3 separate regions of the Mus musculus genome follow, and regions 1 and 2 are each linked to region 3. A link is a contact called in public promoter capture Hi-C data. All regions are on one chromosome and are shown on one strand. The core of a region is the stretch at or near the end of the contact, and the rest is flanking DNA. Distances in the headings are between cores, read along the strand shown.

Region 1 (4,554 bases), core at 941-3,440, 530 kb before region 3:
ATGATGCTTGGAAAACTGGATGACCGCATGCAGAAGAATGAAACTAGACCTGTATCTATTGCACTGCACAAACTGATCCAAGTGGGTCAAAACCCTCAATTTGAAACCTGAAACACTAAACTGCTAGGAGAAAATATAAGCAGTATTCTACAAAATATAGGTGCAGGAAAGGACTTTTCTTTAAAAGGACACCATTTGCGCAGGAATTAAGGCCAACAACTGACAGGTGGGATTCCATAAAACTAAAAACTTCCGGACAGCTAAAGAAACAACCAACTATGAAGAAGCCTACACGATAGGAGAGAACCTTTGTTATCTACACATCTGTCCAGAGATTAATATCCAAAATATAGTAAGAACTGAAAATACAAACGTTCAAGGAAATAAATGATACAATTAAAAAATGAGCTAGGGATTTAAACAGAGTTCTAAAGAGAAGAAACAAAAAATGGCTAAAAAATAAACATCAAAAAGTGTTCATCGTCCTTAACCATCAAGGAAATCAAAACAACTTTGAGATTTCTTCTTACTACAGTCAGAAAGGCTAAGATCAACAAAACAACTGACAAAAAAAATCCTGGGAAGGAGTGGAAAAAAATGAACCTCCCAGTCACTGTTGCTAAGACTGCAACTTGGTACAGCAACTCTGGCAATCAGTATGGAGAACCCACAAAAAGCTAAAAGAATAAGTCAACATAAGACTCAGCATATGCCCAAAGGACTGTATTTCCTGCTTCCACCTCCCAAATGCAGATGTAACAGGAAACAGCACAGCATACACTGATGTTTTATTTTCAATCATAGATCTGTTTAAGAAATATATTAAGTAAAAGTGTAGATAGACAGACAGATAGATAGATAGATATCAAACATCTATGTGTTGTGACCTATAATATAATTGTGCTTATTGCTGTATCACCTCTACATTGTAGGAAACGAGATTTAAGGTACAAGAAAATGTACTTTTCACACCTTAAACAGTGTAAAACGGCACATTCTTAGTTTCCTGCAGATTAGTGACATTAATTAGAAAATGTCCATATTTTAATGATTGTTAGATGATACATAGAAAGTATTGGTATTGATGTAGTTTAAAGCCCATGCTTCTCAGGTATAGATTTTAATGCTGTAAGTCAGTCTCCAGCACACAAATCAATTTGACTGAAGTGTGGCAAAAACAGTACAAATGTCAGGATGAGCAGCGGCTGTATACAAAGGGCAGGGTGAGCATTGGCTGTATACAATCACAGGACCCTGAGTGAGCCACAGCTCTTCAACTTCACTCTCAATCTTTCCACACAACACCAAATTTCTGACATCGCAGTCTCCGGTGCAATTGTATGTGGTAATAATCTCTAGTATTTTCCACTCTGCAGTGTTGTAGGATCAGTGATAGCTGGGACAAAGTTCAGAGTGCCCCCTCGATGAGATTTTTTTTTTTTTCCTCATACAGGTGTGTGAATGTGAGGGTTCTGTCACAGTGGGTAAAGGAGTGATTCCTATCCAAAGTGAGCCGCCCTGAAAACTAACAATTTATCACAAAGAAAACGGGACGAACATCCCATACACCAAACTCCCCCGCAGAACTCACTGTCCTGGAAACTATGAGCCACACGAACTCAAAATCAGAGTCCTGGGCCTCTCATTGAATACGGGAGGGCCCAGAAAAACCCACTTGCTCTAGATTTCCTGAGGGATCTGACAACAGCAATGTGAAAACTAGTTAACAGCAAGCTTCCCCAGCCAAGGTGGGGTATGAGCTCTCATCACAGCCTGCCTCTGGCACGGTCAGCCAAGCCACCCTGCTCTACCAACCCTAGACTTTCCAGTCTCCATTCTCGCAGTAGCAGGCCACCTCTCAGGTCCCTGAAACACATGATTGACTCTGTCAGCCGCTCTGTCCTAACAGAGCAATCACTCCTTGCACCGTGCGTGCGCCCCACCCCTGCACTCTGGCCAAGCCTAGGTCCGCACTGCAGGACCACGTGGGCTTCTCTCCGCCTCCCGCCCAGCCCTCCCCGGCTCCCTGCACCCCGGGCCCGCCCACCCGTATAGTTCATGAGGCCTGCAAGGCTAGGCTGCAGCCGGGACCAACCTCCATGTCGAGCGCGGAGCGCAAGCCACACTGTTCCAACTTTGAGAAAGCCGCAGAGTTTGGAGAAACACAAAAGCAAAATGAACCGGAAGCACAGAGGAGTAGAGTCCGGTCTAGCGGAGTCATGCTAAGAGAGACTACATTTCCCAGAAGTCTACGCGAAGGACTGCCCTGAACCAAAGTCAGGGAGAACTATTTATAGCCTGTCACTGGATTAGGCTGCTTTTTAAGTCTCAAATTTACAAAGGTCTTGTGGGAATATAAATCCAGCCTTTGACGGCAACTTGTATTAGGTTTACTTCTTACTCTGATCAAAGACGTTACCTAAAAAGCTCTGGGGTTCCTAGAGTCTTTTGGCAGGAGGAAAACTCATTGACTCAATTATACTAGATTTAAAATAAAAACCATCAGCAGCTCCTGCCTCCGGGTTCCTGCCCTCTTTGAATTCCAGCCTTGGCTTCTTCCAATGGACAGCAATCCAGGTTATGTAAACCAAATAAACTCTTTTCTCCTGTGATTTCTATTCTTGGTACTTGACTACATCTAGAATTAGATGGAATCCAGAAGAAATACAAGGGACACCTTTGAGGGATTTTTGTTTGTTTGAAGTGGGTGGATCCACTTCTAGTCATGACTTGTGAGGTAGATGTTGTGGGTTGCCCTGGTGCTGTTTGTATTCTGATGTTAATTCAGCTTCCTCAAGAGGGGTTGCCCCTGAGAGGAGTGGATCACATACTCAGGTGATTTCCTGTGAACCTTCTCCCCATTCTAACTGGTCAAATAAAGACTAGAGCCTGTGATTGGGCAGTGGAAGGGAAAGGTGGGGCTAGAGGTTTTAGGAAGTGAGGGAAGAGTAGGGAGCGAGGGAGGAAGAAGACTGAGGAAGAGAAGATAAGAGGAAGATGGAGCAGAACCACAAGGCCCTGAGAGGCAGCAAATAATGTGGGATCTCACAGCTGGGGAATAGAGTAGTGTAGTGATAAATCTGCTCAGTCTAAGCGTGCAGCTTGTAAATAATGTAACTGAGTTGTGTGGTTTTTGCATAGACTTATTGGGGTATCAGGGTTGGGGAATTACTGCAACAGGTGGAAATACATGCCTTTAATTCCAATCCTGAGGTGGGAAGATAACAATTTTAATCTGGACCACACCTTCTGCTGGAAGTCTATATAACAGCAATTTTCTCTTTTTTCTCTTCCTTCCTTCCTTTTTTTTTTTTTTTTTTTTTTCTTTTCCGAGACTGGGTTTCTCTGTGTAGCCCTGGCTGTCCTGGAACTCATTTTGTAGACCAGGCTGGCTTCTAACTCAGAAATCTGCCTGCCTCTGCCTCCCGAGTGTTGGGATTAAAGTCATGTGCCACCGCGCCCTGCTATAAAGCAATTTTCAACATGCAAGTTATGACCCCTTGAGGGTCAAACAACCCTTTTCAGGGGTTGCTTAAGATCATCTGCATATCACATAGTTACATTACAATTCATAACAGCAAAATTAGTGATAAAATATCAAAAAATAATTTTATGGTTGGGGAGTCACAACATGAGGAACTGTATTAAGGGCTCACAGCATTAGGAAGATTGAGAACCACTGCTACATAGATACGGAAGATGGAAGCTTTTGCTCTTTGTCTGCTTGCTGTTACCTAGCAAGTCCGTTCCCTCATGGGCATTATAGCTACATCTTTGGGATTCCAGCATATACCGAGCACCAGCTTGTGGACTGAGCAAACTACTGGAGTCTTAGACTTTCTATGCTCTGCTCTGCCAGCCAACATCAGATTAGCTGGACAACAGTCTGTAAGTCATTTGAATAAATCCCCCCATACACACACACACATACATACATACATACATACATACATACATACATACATACATACATACATACATTTTATAAGTTGTTACTCTAGAGAGCCCTAATACACTCCCCCAACTCGCTTTTGGTCATGATCTTTCCTCATAGAAATAGTAATCCTAACTAAGACAGAAGTTGGTACCAGGATTGTGGGGCACTGACCAGATAGACCTGACCTTATTTCAGGGAGGATAGTGGAAGGATTTTGGAACTTTGGGCTAGAAAAGCTCTTGAGTGTTCTATGGGATCCTTCAAGATAAGAATCTTCAGAGAAATACAGAGGACAAGGGTTGTCAGGTGAAGATCCAGACAACCAGAGGGAAGTGTGAGAATCTCTCAAAGACTCTGGGGGGGGGGGGTGGGTTTGAATATTTTGAGTTAAGCATCTGTGGTTCTTAGCTGGAGCTGAAGAATCTGCTGTGATTAGCAAGAGACCAGAAGCACTAAAGTCAAACCTTTGTTTTACTGGGATAATTGATACTGGAGAACGTTATGTAGTTCATGTCCACCAGGAAAAGACTCCCAGACTCGACTCAGATTATTTTTTGGGCAATTGATTAAAGCTGCTAACAGGACCACAGTCTCTAACCCAAATGTGCCCAGAGGTG
Region 2 (5,120 bases), core at 1,960-4,459, 550 kb before region 3:
AAAGGCAGATAATGAAGTGAGCTGCACGCGTGCACATGCACACACACAAAATCAGGCATTTTAGAGCTCGGGGAAGAATTAAAATTGTAGAAATATATTGCTAGCCCAAGGAAGACACATGCTGCAGGAAAGAGTTCCTAGATATAAAACTTTCTGTGCTATAACGTAATGGGTAATGGACAAGCATGTAGAGAAAGAGTCTGGAGGCACCACAGATCATAGACCCTTCTACCATAAATCCCACCTATGAGACAGAATCCAACAACATTCCTAAACCTTAAACACTCAATGAAAATATGTGACTATAGCCAAGAATTGCCAGTCTTAGGACACAAAGAGCAAAAGGTTGACATTGTCAATTCACAGCATTTGAGAGGAATTGAGTTGTGGAAAAGCATATTTGAGGCTGCAAGGTCTTATCACTGACCCCAGTGTAGTCCACAGGTCCACCTGATGGTATGAGTCACTTCCCACTGTTCCTTGTCTCCTGTAAGAATGCTCAGTCCTATACACTTACCGTCTCCCAGCACCTATGTGGTCCATCTCCTCTCTATTTTTTCCACAGCAATGAAACTACTACTGCGTTTATCTAAATAAAATGGTGCCAGAATAACTAGTTCTTGCTTGTGGCCCTTTTCAGTCAGAGGGCACAAACATACAGGGCACATGGCCCATGCAAAAAGGCACTGGATTATTAATAAGGTTGCATTAACTTTCTAATTACACATGAGACTATTTCTGATATTCACAAACAAAAGAGTAGGAATAATCTACAGTAATACATTACACACATATTTTTGCAGGAAAAATATGAACTTCATGGGATTAAGTCTCATGTATATACAGTTTTCACCACTCTAACAATCCATGGTCTAGGACAGACTTCAGTATAATATATTAGATTTAGACTATTTTCTCTATTTGATTCAGGATACTTGATTAAGATGGCCACAGTTGTCTTATCTTTTTGCACTAGTAGGAATTTATTAATAGAAACCACTCTAGATTACTATAATCTGAACTCATACCACACTGAATTTTGTTTTGAATTTTGAATTTTCCCAACCTCTTCACAGTAAGGTCACTGTCACTGACTGAGAAATTAGAGGTAAATGCGTGACTATGTGCAGAAAGGAGAGTCTGAAGACTCTATGGATCACAACTTTTTCTATTCATGAATCCCATTGAAGAGAGAGAAGTGCAAACATCTATGAAAATCCCTGAGTGGCGCTGTGACCATACACCTGCTAGTTTGAGGTAACAAGGCAGCAACAAGTCAAAACACCCATGTTCCCAGTTCCCAGGCCCACAGCCAGACTTTATGGCGCCATTTCCTCAATTGAGCCTTAGTGACCCTTGGCATTCGAACTCGAGAGCCAACAAAATGCAACACATTGATATGGCAAAGACACTTCTCTGAGAAATTCACACCCATGCTTCCTGAGGTACCTCATTCTTTCCCTGACTGACTCATTCTTTCTCTGTTTTAATAATCTCCATCTCTGCTTCATACTAGATCATCCCAACATTATTTTCTATGACAAAAAGCAAAGAATCATCTTTACATGAGTAGAAGTCCCTAGTAGAGTAAGGGAAGTTATCAGGCTATTGGTTGTGTTACCCACTATGCCACAGATGGAACGAGTTATATTTCCCATCTCTAAGAACAATGATCATAAATACCAATGCACAGCAACAAATATTTTTAGCAGAATACAGTCAGCACTTAAGCTTCAGTCCTGGGACATGGCCAAAATGTAAGAAATGTCTTCATGCTACATAGTTTGTTTTGATCTTAACATTCTACTTTTATGCCTTCATCCCTATAATATGTCTTTCTTCTTAATATAAATTCTCTGGTTATGAGGCAACTTAAGAAATCCAACAGTTAATAAACAAACAACACTCAAACTCACTATAAATGGAACATGGCATGGTGTCTTGATCAATATTTAGCAAAGCATCCTTCACTGATATTTATAAATTAAAATAAATATATGAGCATCTCCAAATTTCTTTTCTACATCTCATATGTTGTTTATATACCCAGTGAAATTCTGCCATTTCCTAAGCAAATTAGTAATTAGATCCTGTCTTAACCAATAAGTTATGGCTTAATAGTCATCTGAAAGAATAGAGAAGGTTTAAGGGGCAAGTCACAAAGGAAAGAACAAAGTGACAGATGGCCATCTTCCTAGGGCACAGAGGAGTAAAGAGGAGGAGAAGTCAGGAGGAACGGAAGTTAACGTCACTATCAGCTACACAGAACACTTCAGGGCAGCCTGGACTACACAAGAAACTGACTCAAAATCCCAATACAAACACAAAAGGATGGCAATAGGAAGGGGGAAAAGGTAGCTATGGTTACCAGCATAACACACAAATAACGTCAGTCAAAACTTCAACAGGGAAAGGGGAGGGGTTCACAAGGCCCCACCCTTAGCTAAGGATCGGTTGGAATTCATGACCACTGAAAAAGAGATTCGTTTTGTTTGTTTGTTTGTTTGTTTATTTTGCTTGGAGGTGTGGCCAGTGAGCGTCCACGTTCTAGGGGATGTCCTGTGCGCCCTCCCTTCCCCGCCCCATACACACAGGTATGCACACTAGAGCAATACTAAGTGGACTCAGTGGGTTATAAAACAAAAACAAAACCACCAGGACAGGAAATTGGGAGTGGAGCATTTTGGGAGATACCTGGTACTGTTGAAGTAGGGGACAGTAGGGGTGGATTTGATCGGACTGCATTGTATATACATCTATTAAATTCCGGATAACAGAAGCCATCGAGACAGTGTCAGCTAAGGGCATGCTTCCACACCTCAGGCACAAGCTGACAGCAGATGCACCCTGCCAGGCACCCTTCTCCATTCCTAGGCTACCGAGCCAGCTCTCCTGCCCCAGAAGTGCAGGACAGAACAGGGCAACGGCACCTTAAAAGAGAGGCCACTCCCAGCTCCATCCCTCCTCCAGCGTTAACCAGCACCGGAATGGACAAGCCTAGGTCACCACAGTACCTCCCATTCAACTTCTTCCCGCCTCCCTCCAAGGCGGACCCGCCCACCCCGCAACGTCCCTCTGGCTGCGCTACATCCTGGGACCAACCTCCATGCCAGAGATGCTACCAGAGCGCGCACAGGACCCGACACTGGCCCAACTTTGGAGAAGACCGCCAGAGAGGGAGACACACACAGGCGCAGAAGAAACACGGAAGCGCCCTTCCCAGAGTCCCTGTTTGTGACGTCGCCGCGGACGAGACTACATTTCCCACAATTCTCTGCGAGCGAGTTTCACAAAGCCGTGGTAGGTGATTTGAAACGTTCCCAAGTTACTGTCAGGCTGTTTGCCAAAGAGAATGGGTAGAAACAAGCCACTTCTGAAGGTGGATAGCCACGGGGAGTCAGGGTACCGCGTTTAAATTTTCAAAATGAGTATGGGTTGAACCTTTGACAGCATTGTTTATTATGTGTACTGGATACTTTGGGTCCATATATTGTGATTTTAAAACTCAACCTGCTTCCTACAAAATGTTTCGTTTTTGTTTTTGTTTTGCTTTGCTTTGGTTTGGTTTGTTTTTCCAGACAGGGTTTCTCTGTATAGCTCTGGCTGTCCTGGAACTCACTCTACAAACCAGGCTGGCCTCTAACTCAGAAATCCTCCTGCCTCTGCCTCCCAAGTGCTGGGATTAAAGGTGTGCGCCACCACTGCCCAGCTGTGTTTGTTTGTTTGTTTTTGTTTTGTTTTTAAAAAAGATTTATTATTATATGTAAGTACACTGTAGCTGTCCTCAAACACACCAGAAGAGGGAGTCAGGTCTCATTATGGATGGTTGTAAGCCACCATGTGGTTGCTGGTATTTGAACTCAGGACCCTCGGAAGAGCAGCTAGTGCTCTTAACCTCTGAGCTATCTCACCCACCCCAAAATGTTTCACATCACAAGGCAAACATGGATTAAAAAAATGAGCTAATATTTTGAGAAGACAATTCTTAAAATGAGAAATGAAAACAGACAATGAACATGTGAAAAAGTGTTGGTCCAAATAACTGGAACTTCAAACTAAAGATGATTGTATAGAAGCAAGTGTGGTTTTACATGTTGAAAATCCCAGATGTTGGTTACTGGAGATAGGAATAGGAGTCCGAGGTCACCTATAGACATATAGAAAGTTTGAAACATGTTTGGTATACATGACTCCCCACTCAAAAACAAAACAGATTCAGAAAATGAGATCACAGAATGTATATGCTTTGAGTAAACTTGCATACTAAAGTGTTACATGTACCTTTTGCTACCCCACCTAAGCTCTGGGAACAGGCAGTGCTATCAGCCCCTCACCTAGAGAATACTGGATCTTTGGATAAAAAACACAGACACACAAAGCAGTTAATCTTAAAATGTCTTTGCTAACTCAATGACAGGGCATTGCTAAATCTCAAACTCAAACTGTTCTAGAATTCAATTGTGGGGCAATGGGCTATGCACAGAGACAGCCTGGTCTCCAGTCGAACTTAGTTAGGTCTTGAACCCCGGTGGGACCCGGTGGGTGGTAATTTTCACCTACATGGGACAGAAGGCATTCGATCATGTCTCCTGGACCCCTAGCTCCTGTCGAAGTTACCGCCCCCAACAGTCCCCAAAGGAGAGGCTTGTGGCTATCAGTGACATAGACAATGTCCCAAGCTGCTGGCATTCTGGCTAGACTCCGCCCCACAGTTACCTAGCAACAGAAAGATAGCCAGCCCACTATAAGAGGGGCTGCTTGGCTCCACCTCACTCTCTTAAGCTTTCACCTTTCTTACTCCCTAGCTCTCTTTCTCTCTTTCCCTTCCTGCTCTCTCCACATAGCCATGGCCAGACTCTCTCTCTCTTTCTACCTTCTCTCCTTTCTCCCTGCCTTTCTACAATAAAGCTCTAAATCCATAGACTATCTCTGACCATAAAGGCCTGCCCTGCTTGAATGATGAGATAGGCTTTCTCCTAATGAGCCACATCCAACCTCCCACCAGAAGGCCTTCCAAGCCATGGACCTGACCAAGGATTCTCGCCTGCGTGGGAACCATCCAGTCCCCTTTCCCCCCGCCCTTTCTTCGCTTCATCCCCTGGGCCTAGTGCTGCCCTGGG
Region 3 (4,996 bases), core at 1,970-4,469:
CTGAGTCTGTTAAAATCAGTGAGTCGTTCATTCATACCATCACTCACAGTAACATTAGGATGAAATGAAAAGAGCCTCGAGGAAAAGGGCAGGACTGCAAGCATAGGAGACTGGACTCCTCCCTGAGGAAGAGGAAGGAAACCCACCTTGACAGATTACTGCCTGGATGGCAGTGATACCACATGTGACAGACAGTGGTAGATGTGGTTGTCATTTTCCATTGGCAGAGTCAGATGTTCTGAAAATTTTCAGGTAAAGTCAGACAGCCCATGGGGTCAGGACAGAAAATAACAGAATAGTCAGAGTACAAAGAAAGGCTAACATTCCCTGCTAGTCAAGCAAGGCAGAGAGAATGCCCCCCACCCTAACCGCTTGCACAGTAAATGTAAGCAAGATCCTGATCTTCATCAACATAAGTCGTTAACAAAAGGATGCTAGTGAACTACCAGATTGGTAAGGTTTTAGGATTAGGAAGATATCAAGTGGATGGATTCCCTTCAGGTCACGGGTGCTCAGAACTAAGAGCAACAGAAGTAATTATTACACCCAATACACTATGCTTTAAAAGTCTTTTAAAAACAAGGGGTCTCAAGTAGCTTGGGCTCACCTGAGTTGGCTATGAAGGAGAGAATGACTTTGAACTCCAGGATTCCTGACTCCTCCCCAAAACACAGAAATGAATGACACAATAGGCTTTAGCTCACTTTTCTATCATGGGGCTGATTAATACAAAATATATGACTATTTGGTGTCTGTAAGTTTATATATGAGCACCCTGCTGTACCCTCTCTATGTTGTAAGGAATGTGTTTTGGTGTACAAGGTAGCATGTGATTCCTGACTTCATATACTGTTATATTTTTCCTACAGATTAGCATCATTAACTAGGAAATGTTTATTTATTCTAGATATGGTTGCAAACTCATTGAAAATTCCAGTAGCTAGGACAAGGTGGTCTGAAGCCCATGCTTCCTGACAGTAGACTTGAATGCTGTAAGTCAGGCTCCAGCTCTGGCTCACAAACACTTGGTTTGACTGAAGAGTGATAATATAAGCAAGATCCCCTGAGATAGGGGAGGGGCTGTGGAGGAGAAATCCTGAACCCCACCCCCCCACACACAAATACCTGTGTGTATTCTGTGAATGCAAAACTCTTGTAAGGAGTCTGTGGGTGCAGAGTCTGATGGCCCACGTGGAAGTTCACCGAGGGGCAGAGCCTAGAATTCTGCAGGTTCAGGGTTAGCTGTCTTACCTTGGGCTGGTTTTACCTTCATGGATAGTCAATCCTTGCCTCACTTTGTAGTGGGCCATACAGCTTGTGACAATAGATAAAAACCTCCCAGAATCCACTGACTAGGCAGAACATGAGCTTCTATCAACCCAAAAGCTAAAATCTCATCAGATGGTATCTTAGACATTGAAAATATCTCCAATGTCTCATAGTGCATGACTCCATCAGACTCACACCAATGAATTTTAAATTTTCCTTGGTCAATGACATTATTTGTTCTGTACAACCATGAAACTGATTCCATGTTGGAGTATGGAATTTGGTTTAAACTAAATATATGTTCTCAGATCATGGCTACTCAAATAACTCTGGAATAAACTATTCTCTTAACCCTTTAAGAGGAGAACTGTGCATTTTTGCATGAACATAAACCTACTATGTGTAAACCATAATACCCCAAGTATTTCCTTCCTTCCTTCCTTCCTTCCTTCCTTCCTTCCTTCCTTCCTTCCTTCCTTCCTTCCTTCCTTTCTTTCTTTCTTTCTTTCTTTCTTTCTTTCTTTCTTTCTTTCTTTCTTTCTTTCTTTCTTTCTTTCTTTCTTTCTTTCTTTCTTTCTTTCTTTCTTTCTTTCTTTCTTTCTTTCAGCATTCTTTTGCTGACATACCAGAAGAGAACATCATATCCAAATATATATGGTTAGGAGCCAACAAGTGCTTGCTGGGAATTAAACTCAGGACCTTTGGAAGAACAGGCAGTGCTCTTAACCACTGAGCCATCTCTCCAGCCATATCTTACAGCTTTTCAGATACAGTTGAAAAAATTGGAGAATTCTTTCTAAAACTATTAAGAAGGGTGTGTCACTAAACCTGAATGTCACATTGAGGGACAAAGGAAAATTTAAAAGAGTTCAGACACTGCTGATAACGTGAACACAAAGATGAAAAGCACGTGAAGAGACAGCAATGTACAGACTCTGGCAGATTAGAGAAATGTACAGATCCTAGTAGATTAGAGAGCAATGCACAGAGCCTGGCAGATTAGAAAGCAATGCACAGAGTCTGGCAGATTAGAAAGCAATGCACAGAGCCTGACAGATGAGCAGAGCCATTTCCCCCTTCCCTTTCAGACTTTCCACCCCACCCTGAGGTCTCTCATCACACCAAGTCGTCTCTCACATCTGAAAAGGAGCCCAAATTTTGGACACAACACATACTCAGAACTGTTGAGGTATTATTGTCTAGTTATTAATCTTTAGTGTAAAATCCTATTTATTTGGATTTTGCAAACAGTGCTTCATACCAACTACAAGATTATTTTGTGATTTTATAGCCATGTATTGTCGCATTCAGGTCACAAAGGTGTCTATCAGAAAATCTTATTTGAATCAGGGCATCCATGAGTCGAACAATTCGTTCCAAAGGAACTAACATCCCACACGACAGTTTGCCCTCCCTCACAGGATTCTTGCTCCTTGGACACTAGGAACTTTAGGAAGCTGCTTGAGCTCAAACCAGAAGTAGACTCTAGGACATAACATACAGAGGGCGCTACATGTCCAAGTGCTCTGTATGTCCTGAGAATCTGACTACAGTCACGTGAGAAGGGGTCAGCTAGGTAATGATGAGTGCGCTCTTGTCAGCATCTCAGGAACAGGCAGTCAGCAGACCCAGCCTGCCCTTGCCATCCTGTTGTTTTCAGTCTTCTCCCCTTCAAACCTGTGCCCAGGCGCAGCGGCCCAGCCTAGGTCAGCAGCTTCCTGCCTCACAACAAGCCCGAGCCAGCTCCCTCCGTGCCCTACCTGCCACCCTGCACAGCCCCTCAGACCTGAAAGATGGCGCTGCTCCCTGCACTAACCTCCATGTCAGAAATCCAGATGCAGCGCTGAGGAGGACAACTGCACACATTTGAGGAGTGAAGTTTGAAGAATAAGGAAGTTCGATTCCGGCGGCCCTTTCTGATGATGTCACAGGACCCGGGACTACATTTCCCACAAGTCAGTTGGAAGGATTTACAGGGAACCCCCCCCCCCCCCCAAGAGGTCTTGTGCATTGCCTGCCTTGCAGTCCAGCTGTGGGCAGCTGAAGTTGGAAAGAACCAGGCTGCCGCACGTGGCAGCAACAGGGAAAGTGGGCGTTTAAAAAAGTCTTTGTTTGCCGGGCAGTGGTGGCGCACGCCTTTAATCCCAGCACTCGGGAGGCAGAGGCAGGAGGATTTCTGAGTTCGAGGCCAGCCTGGTCTACAAAGTGAGTTCCAGGACAGCCAGAGCTACACAGAAAAACCCTGTCTCAAAAAAAAAAAAAAAAAAAAAAACCAAAAAAAAAAAAAAAAAAAGTCTTTGGTCACAGCACGCGATGTTAGCCTGTGAGCTGAGCTTTTCATAGTAATGTTTATCGCATTTCCTTGTTATCTCTGTTAAAACATTGTGATTTTAAAGCTTCGATTTTTTGTTTTGTTTTGTTTTTTTAAAGTACAGAACTACTTATGGAATGTTACTACCGAGTGGAAAATTCATGCTTTCATGGTTTACTTAAAATATGAAAGCAGGAAGTTAATATAAGAGTGGGCATTATCTCTTTAAGACGCTATGGAAACCATCCCAGGTGCTTAAGACAGAATTAGAAATCAAACTGAGTCACCACCAAGTGTTTTCTGAGCACTTGCTTTCCTCCTCTGAATCTCTCCCAAGAGGAGGGGCAGAGCTCCTTGGATCACAATGGTGAGTGTACTGGCTCTTCAATTTCCCTCTGTGTTTGGTTTGATGTTCCTTATTGATTTTCCTGTCTCCACTGATCCTGTCATCATTCACATTTGATAATACTTGAACATTACTGGTAGCTGCCTTGCACTTCCCTCACTTCTCCTAAGCAGAACACTGAGATAGTTTCCCGTGGAATACAAAGGTATCAGAAATATGCTCATATCACTGTAAAATGAGGTGATGTATTAAAGAAGTTAGACTGGAAACTTGGAGTATTGAGAATTCCCATCTTTTCGTAAGAAGGTTTATTCCTGTGTAGTTCATGCTTGAGTTAAAGCTACAAATGGCATTACAGAAAAGACTTCATACTTCCCTGAGGCATAATAATTTAAAAGCAAGCTGTTTCAGAGCAGAGACTGTGCAAAATCCCTATCCAAATATTCTTCTCTAGGGAGTGTGTTTGCCTAGGGATCAGAACAGATTCCTTAATTTAGAAAAACTAGAGTCAACAAACAGTACATTCACCTGGACATTTGATTGGCATGTCTGTTTAGAATGAGGTCATGAGTGGTCTGTCATCCCCCTGATGGCTGTAGTGAAGGGCATTACCAACAACCAGAAGGACTTAACATTTCTGAGCATAGTTAGTTTTCCAATATGTGTATGTGTTGAGGTTTGGTATGTTGCTATGTATTGTAATACTAAATTCTATATCTGAAGGTCTAAGCTTACCATGGACCTCTCACATTTAAAAGGTTCTGTTGTGCAAATCTTGTTCCTTGATTGAAAACTATTAGTTAAATCAATTTGGCTACAGCTTATTCCTAGAGGGATTAGAGGTAGGTGGCTTTTGACTTACCTGGTACAGGGTGAAGAGAGAGAAGGAAAAGGTGGAAGAATAGAGGAGGAGGACGAGTTGTGATTGGGGGTGGGGTGTAAAATGCTGGGAGAAACATTAAGTACCTGAAGTACACCACTGGGAAGGAAGCAAAGAAAGCAGAAGAGTAAATTAGAGGTTGAACCCCAGTAGTTGTCAAAGCCAGATGAAATAACCTCAAGTCTGAGCC

What was found. Promoter capture Hi-C pulls out the DNA fragments that hold promoters and counts their contacts. Capture Hi-C pulls out chosen DNA fragments and counts their contacts.
Region 1: a contact with region 3 is called in a promoter capture Hi-C map of macrophages, with 5 read pairs. The contact joins the promoter of Zfp708 here to the promoter of Zfp729b in region 3. A contact is called at or near these places in 5 of 39 promoter capture datasets (cranial neural crest, embryonic stem cells, macrophages and 2 more), 2 of 484 Hi-C or Micro-C datasets (cerebral cortex and embryonic stem cells), 3 of 115 datasets of contacts at active chromatin or transcription factors (bone marrow-derived macrophages, memory CD8 T cells and neural progenitor cells) and 1 of 9 other capture datasets (adipose tissue).
Region 2: a contact with region 3 is called in a promoter capture Hi-C map of adipose tissue, with 4 times the contacts expected there. The contact joins the promoter of Zfp712 here to the promoter of Zfp729b in region 3. A contact is called at or near these places in 12 of 39 promoter capture datasets (the 3T3-L1 cell line, 3T3-L1-derived adipocytes, the C10 cell line and 8 more), 3 of 484 Hi-C or Micro-C datasets (cerebral cortex, embryonic stem cells and erythroblasts), 3 of 115 datasets of contacts at active chromatin or transcription factors (bone marrow-derived macrophages, memory CD8 T cells and neural progenitor cells) and 2 of 9 other capture datasets (adipose tissue and liver).

Annotation. Positions count from the first base shown.
Region 1 is chr13:67,079,355-67,083,908 of GRCm38.p6, forward strand. Zfp708 (zinc finger protein 708) reads right to left here and starts at 2,191. Exons shown (of 4, transcript NM_001012448.2): 1 at 2,096-2,191. The coding sequence starts at 2,101.
Region 2 is chr13:67,057,961-67,063,080 of GRCm38.p6, forward strand. Zfp712 (zinc finger protein 712) reads right to left here and starts at 3,210. Exons shown (of 4, transcript NM_001166218.1): 1 at 3,103-3,210. The coding sequence starts at 3,108.
Region 3 is chr13:67,606,488-67,611,483 of GRCm38.p6, forward strand. Zfp729b (zinc finger protein 729b) reads right to left here and starts at 3,220. Exons shown (of 4, transcript NM_001163246.2): 1 at 3,086-3,220. The coding sequence starts at 3,091.